Regions from separate parts of the Anas platyrhynchos genome. Here region 1 is linked to region 2. A link is a contact called in public Hi-C data. All regions are on one chromosome and are shown on one strand. The core of a region is the stretch at or near the end of the contact, and the rest is flanking DNA. Distances in the headings are between cores, read along the strand shown. Region 1 overlaps MAF (MAF bZIP transcription factor). Region 2 holds the start of LOC140003533.

The links. A called contact is a pair of places that touch in the nucleus more often than the background predicts.
Region 1: a contact with region 2 is called in a Hi-C map of skeletal muscle, with 2.5 times the contacts expected there. The contact joins the enhancer-like site here to the promoter of LOC140003533 in region 2. A contact is called at or near these places in 2 of 8 Hi-C or Micro-C datasets (skeletal muscle and subcutaneous adipose tissue).

The regions. Positions count from the first base shown.
Region 1 is chr12:6,123,235-6,125,934 of IASCAAS_PekinDuck_T2T, forward strand. MAF (MAF bZIP transcription factor) reads left to right here. Exons shown (of 4, transcript XR_005268829.2): 4 at 185-553. WWOX (WW domain containing oxidoreductase) reads right to left here. Exons shown (of 9, transcript XM_005018259.6): 9 at 301-1,495. The coding sequence ends at 1,307. Among named protein-coding and RNA genes, the nearest start is that of MAF, 180 kb to the left of the region's middle. Within about 2 kb of position 1,362, at least 3 of the 8 cell types and tissues checked have an H3K27ac peak or open chromatin away from gene starts, as enhancers often do.
Region 2 is chr12:5,945,507-5,948,206 of IASCAAS_PekinDuck_T2T, forward strand. LOC140003533 reads right to left here and starts at 1,281. Exons shown (of 3, transcript XM_072043996.1): 1 at 1,264-1,281; 2 at 370-1,132. The coding sequence starts at 1,281. It overlaps MAF (MAF bZIP transcription factor), which reads left to right and starts at 1,118. Exons shown (of 4, transcript XR_005268829.2): 1 at 1,118-2,700.

The DNA.
Region 1 (2,700 bases), core at 112-2,611, 180 kb after region 2:
GGAGGATGTGGTGGTTCCTCCTGCCAGGTGACTGCATGCCTCAATTGGGACACCTATTCAGCAGCTGACTCCAGACAAGACAAATTGTGGAAGGCAGACTGTTAGCAGTAAATCATACAATAAGGGGGTCAAATAAGCTTCTATTAACAATGTTTCCTTCTATTTATTTATATTCTGTCTGCAGAAAATGTGATGCTGGACTGGTGATGGCTTAGGACAACATTCCGGCATGAAGACAGCTACAAAGCACAAAATAAAAAAAAATGAACTCAGAAAGAAACAAGAAAAAAAAGAACAGCGTTTTCTTGGTATCAACAAGAAGCTCTTTATTTTTCCTCAAGTTTTCTTTTCTAAAAAAAATTAATAAATGAACTAAGACATTTGCAGAAATGAGACAAAAACTTTCTCTTCAGGTGACAATATTCAAGGAAGCATGTTGTTTTATTAAATTTAAATTGAAAGAAAAATAGAGAGATTTGGATTGGGATACAGTATCAGGAGAACTGAGAAACTGTGAATTTTCCAAGAAAAAAAAAAAAAAACTCCTTAAAACTGTGAACTGAGAAATGGATGGAAATACCACTTAAACCCCTGATTACACCCTGTGTGTTCTTTAGGAGACATCATCTTTGCTAACTTTATGGTATTTAGGGAATGGTTTACAACATATCTTTTATTGTAATCTTTTAAGACAAAACAAATATTTAATTAGCTGTGATTTTCACCATTTCTGTTCAGATGTCTACTTGCACTTTCTTTTTCTAGATAGCTCAGATGTATTTGTAGCCAGCAGTCAAGGGCAGGAAAGATTTCTTTCCTTAATAATCTTTTTATTTGCCACACCCAATAAAATTCTTGTAGGGAAAAGGAATCAACAAGACTACCATCTCCCAATCGATACCTAAAGCCTAACAGACAGTAATTATCAAAATAAAGAGGAAATCCCATATTGGGCTACATACCTACCCATTAATCAAAACAACAGAAAATATCTGCAGCATTGCTTTTCTGAAATAACATAAAAGATGCCTGCTTAGGTTACACTTTGAATTGGCTACAATCAAAAGAAGGAAAAGCACGACTAACTAAGCCCCAGGAAGCCGCATTGTCCCTTTAACCCGTCGTATTCCCCATTTCCCATTAGTACTTAACATTTTTCACTATGTTGTGACTGCTATTATTTCATTTAACACTAGTTAATCTGTATCTGAGGTACATGGAAACCCTCTAGATGATAAGATTGGACAGGCTCCAGCGCTGGCAGTTTCCGAGCGTGCACGCACGCAGTGTGTTTTGATCCCTGCCGTCACGGGGACCGCCTGCCAATTCGCTCTTGGATCAGCCTCTCGCTCAGCTCCCACAGGGCTGCGGCCGTCGCATCGTTCCGAGCCTCCGGCGACGGCAGGCAGCGGCAGCAGTTGTTGAAGTACATCCCACCCAGGCCCTCCAGCTCGGCGGCCGTGGCGCAGTAGACGGTTGTGGCAGCTCCTTGTTGCTGAAATTAAAAAAAAGAAAGAGGAAAAGAAAAAAAAAGAAAAAGAAAGAAAGAAAAAAAGATAAAAACTACGTGAATATATGCATAAATACACGGATAGATTTTTATCTTTGTCGTTTTGGCTGCTGTCCATCGGAGCTGTGCGTCTCAGGAGAGCACTGGTGAATGCATCGCAGCTAAAACTCTGCTGAAGATGCTGCCTCCCTGCCTGCTGGCCACTTATTTGCTAAACAGCTTAATGAGGAGCTTTTTTCTTTTCATTTCCTCTTGGAGCAAAAGAAAAGGAAAAGATGGTCTAGAAATTGGTCCTGTTCATTTGCCCCTTTTCAAGAAAATGTTGAGTCAGTGCCAGGAGGGTCTCCCCACTAGCACTTGAAAACAGAAAAGGTGAGCCAGGTTTAAAGGCAGCACCTAAAAACATCCTGCTTTTCCCTTCTAACTCAGAAAACACCATACACCTTGAGCACCATCACTTCCTAACCTTGATAAGCAGTGCAGACTGACGCATATATGCATTTTGTTTGGTTGGGTTTTTTAAGCCTCTCGTACAAAATTAACCTGGGCACTCCAATTAAGACCTATAATGCAAAGTGCAATCGGGATTTGTGCCAAACCTGCCAGTATATCTTTGATCAACAGTTTCACTGTTGCAGTTGTCACCATTGCCTCGCAAGAATGTTTACCTGCTGCAGGCAGAGAAGGCTGATTTTGCAGATACATGAGGCTTTCCAGTATTTTTTTTTTTTTTTTTTTTGTTCTGTAACAACCATTTCTCGTGTCTTATAATGCTTTAAGAAATGGAGCAGGTAGATTAGAGGCTTTTGTGGAGCAGAGATTCTTTTTTTCTTTCTTCTTCCATTTTTTTTTTTTTTTAAATACCAGCTGAACTTATGTTCAAACAGGAAGAATGGATTTCTCTGAATTTCTCTGACAGAAACCTGGAGCTGGAGGGCACAAGGTTCAGGCAGTGATGGGTACGCCCCAGGGGATGGGGTACTCCAAGGCCTGGACTGAAAGCACAGTGCCAGTAGAGCTGCAAAGAGGGCAAGAAGCTGTTTTTCTTTGTGAACTATAATTAAAAATAATAGGTGAGAGCACGTAGCAAGACACTGCACACAACCCTAATTTAAAACCGATATAGTTTATCTGGCATCTTATGATTATTTATGTGCATCTTAGTCCTTTCTGTGGTAACTAATTATGAG
Region 2 (2,700 bases), core at 31-2,530:
CAAGTGTCAGAAGTCAGGTTTCTGAGAATTACTTTTCAGATAAACAACTTTATAGCACCGCACTTAATCTTACTTACTAGAGACATCTCATTTATCACGGAATTACAAGTAACTTTAATTCTATCGATATTCCCATAAAGCCCGCTCGACAAAGCGAGCCTGGCAGCTCGGCAGGCTGCGGGCTTCCCCGGCCCAAGGGGGGCCAAGAAGGGACCCCAACCGAGCCGACCTGAGCCGGGCCGGGCCGGGCCAGCCCCGACGGCGGAGCCCCGACGGCACGGCACGGCACGGCACAGCTCGGCACGGCCCGGCACGGCTCGGCTCTGCTCCCGCGGCTCGGCGCCGGCCGGGGACGGCCTCGGCACTGACCTTTCGACGAGAGATGGCGCTGTCGAGGTTTGAACGGAGCCGCTCCGCCGCCGCTCGGCACCGCCGGGTGCAGCCCGCTCCGCGCTCGCACGGCTCCCCCCCCTCCAGCCCCGGCCGGGGGGCACCGGGAGGGGAGGCTAAAAAGAAGACAATTAGTTTCGCGATGTATTCCGTTAATTAGCCCGGCCAGGCCGGCCGAGCGCCGGCGGGAGCGGGGCTTGCAAACTTGCAGGGCTTTCGGACCTCTCTGCTGGGGACGGCCGGGGAACGATCGCTGCCGGCAGCAAGCGGCAGACCCAGGGGGGAGCCGCCGCGGGGGGGCGGCCCGGGGGTCTCGGTACCGGCACCAGGTAGCGGCTGGAGCCCGGCTGAGCCCGGCAGCACCGCCGAGCCCCGCGGAGCCCCCCGGAGCAGCCCCCTCCCTCGGGCCGTCCCCGCACGCCCCCGGGCCAAGTCCCCCGGTGCCCTCGGGTGCCCGGCCGGCCAGGAGCACCCGAGGGCTCCGCACCCCGGGGCAGAGCAGGACAGAACAGGACAAAGCAGGACAGAGCAGGACAAAGCAGGACAAAGCAAGGCAGCGCGGAGCGGAGCGGAGCGGAGCCGGGCGGGCACCCGACGGCGCGTCCCGGCGGGAGGAGCGGCCCCAGCCCGGTGCCCGGTCCCCGGTGAACGGGGCGGGCAGGAAGGGGTTACGGCGCTCCCAGCTGACAGTCAGCTGATTGCGCCCTGATTGACAGCCCCGAAAAGTTTCCTTGTTTCTATACTATTATGCTAATGCCGGCGGCTGCAGGCAGCCCATTGGGCCGCCCGCCCAGCCAATTTGCCATTCGGAGGCTGACGTCAGGAGCGCTATAAAACTCTGCAATGCTTTTAAACTCTCCTGCTGGATGAAACCTTTAAAATATTTTTCATCTTCTTGCCGTAGCTTTGGGGTTGAGTTGTGTTTTTTTTTTTTTTTTTCTCTCTCTCTCCTTTTTTTTTTTTTTTATGATTGTTATTATTTTGGTTGCGATATCGACTTTGATTTTTTTTTTGTCTTCGGTCTCTTCTCCCTCCTCCTTTCCCCGATGAACCTCTCTCCTCGCTTTGCACTTTGCATGAGAAAGCCCAGAGGAAAGGCACCATGAAGTGTTAAAAATAACCAAACTGAACCTAAAAAAAAAAAAAAAAAGAAAAGAGATTTACTCGCAACAACACCAGCTAACACTTCCAGCTGCAGTTTGCAAGCTGCAAAAAGAGAGAGAGGAGAGAGAGAGAGAGGAGGAAAAAAAAAAAAAAACCTTTATGCAAAAGGCGAATAGCGAGAGCCCCTCGCTCTGATGCATCAGCAGCAGCGGAGACTCTGCAAGGGATAACGCGGAGCCGGAGCGAGAGCGGCCGGGGCGGAGCGGAGCGGAGCCGGAGCCGAGGCTGCGGCGAGAGGCAGCGGCAGGAGGAGCGGTGCGGAGGGGTGCGGAGCGGTGCGGAGCGGTGCGGAGCGGAGCTCGCCCGGCAGCAAGCTGGCTCACCCGGCGGCAACTCAGAGCAGTCCCCTCGCTCCCGGAGCGCACCCTTTCTGGAGGACTGTCAGCAGCAAAAGGATGGCATCAGAACTGGCAATGAGCGGCTCCGACCTGCCCACCAGTCCCCTGGCCATGGAATATGTTAATGACTTCGATCTGATGAAGTTTGAAGTGAAAAAGGAGCCGGTGGAGACCGACCGCATTATCAGCCAGTGCGGCCGCTTGATCGCCGGGGGCTCGCTCTCCTCCACCCCGATGAGCACGCCCTGCAGCTCGGTGCCCCCGTCCCCCAGCTTCTCGGCGCCCAGCCCCGGCTCCGGCAGCGACCAGAAGGGCCACCTGGAAGACTACTACTGGATGACGGGCTACCCGCAGCAGCTCAACCCCGAGGCGCTGGGCTTCAGCCCGGAGGACGCGGTGGAGGCGCTCATCAACAGCAGCCACCACCCGCTGCCCGGCGCCTTCGATGGCTATGCTAGAGGGCAGCAGCTGGCCGCGGCCGCCGGCTCCGGGGGCTCGGGGCCGGCCGAGGAGATGGGCTCGGCGGCCGCCGTGGTGTCGGCGGTGATCGCCGCGGCGGCGGCGCAGGGCGGCGCGCCCCACTACCACCACCACCACCACCACCACCCGCACCACGGCGCCGGGGGGCACCCCCACGGCGCGGCGCCGGGCAGCGCGCCGCCTTCCTCCTCCTCCTCCTCCTCCTCCTCCTCGTCGTCGTCGGCCGCCGGCTCCGGAGGCGGCGGCGGCGGCGGCGGCGGCGGCGGCGGGGGCGCCGGGGGGCTGCACCACCCGCACCACGGCGGAGGCGGCCTGCACTTCGACGACC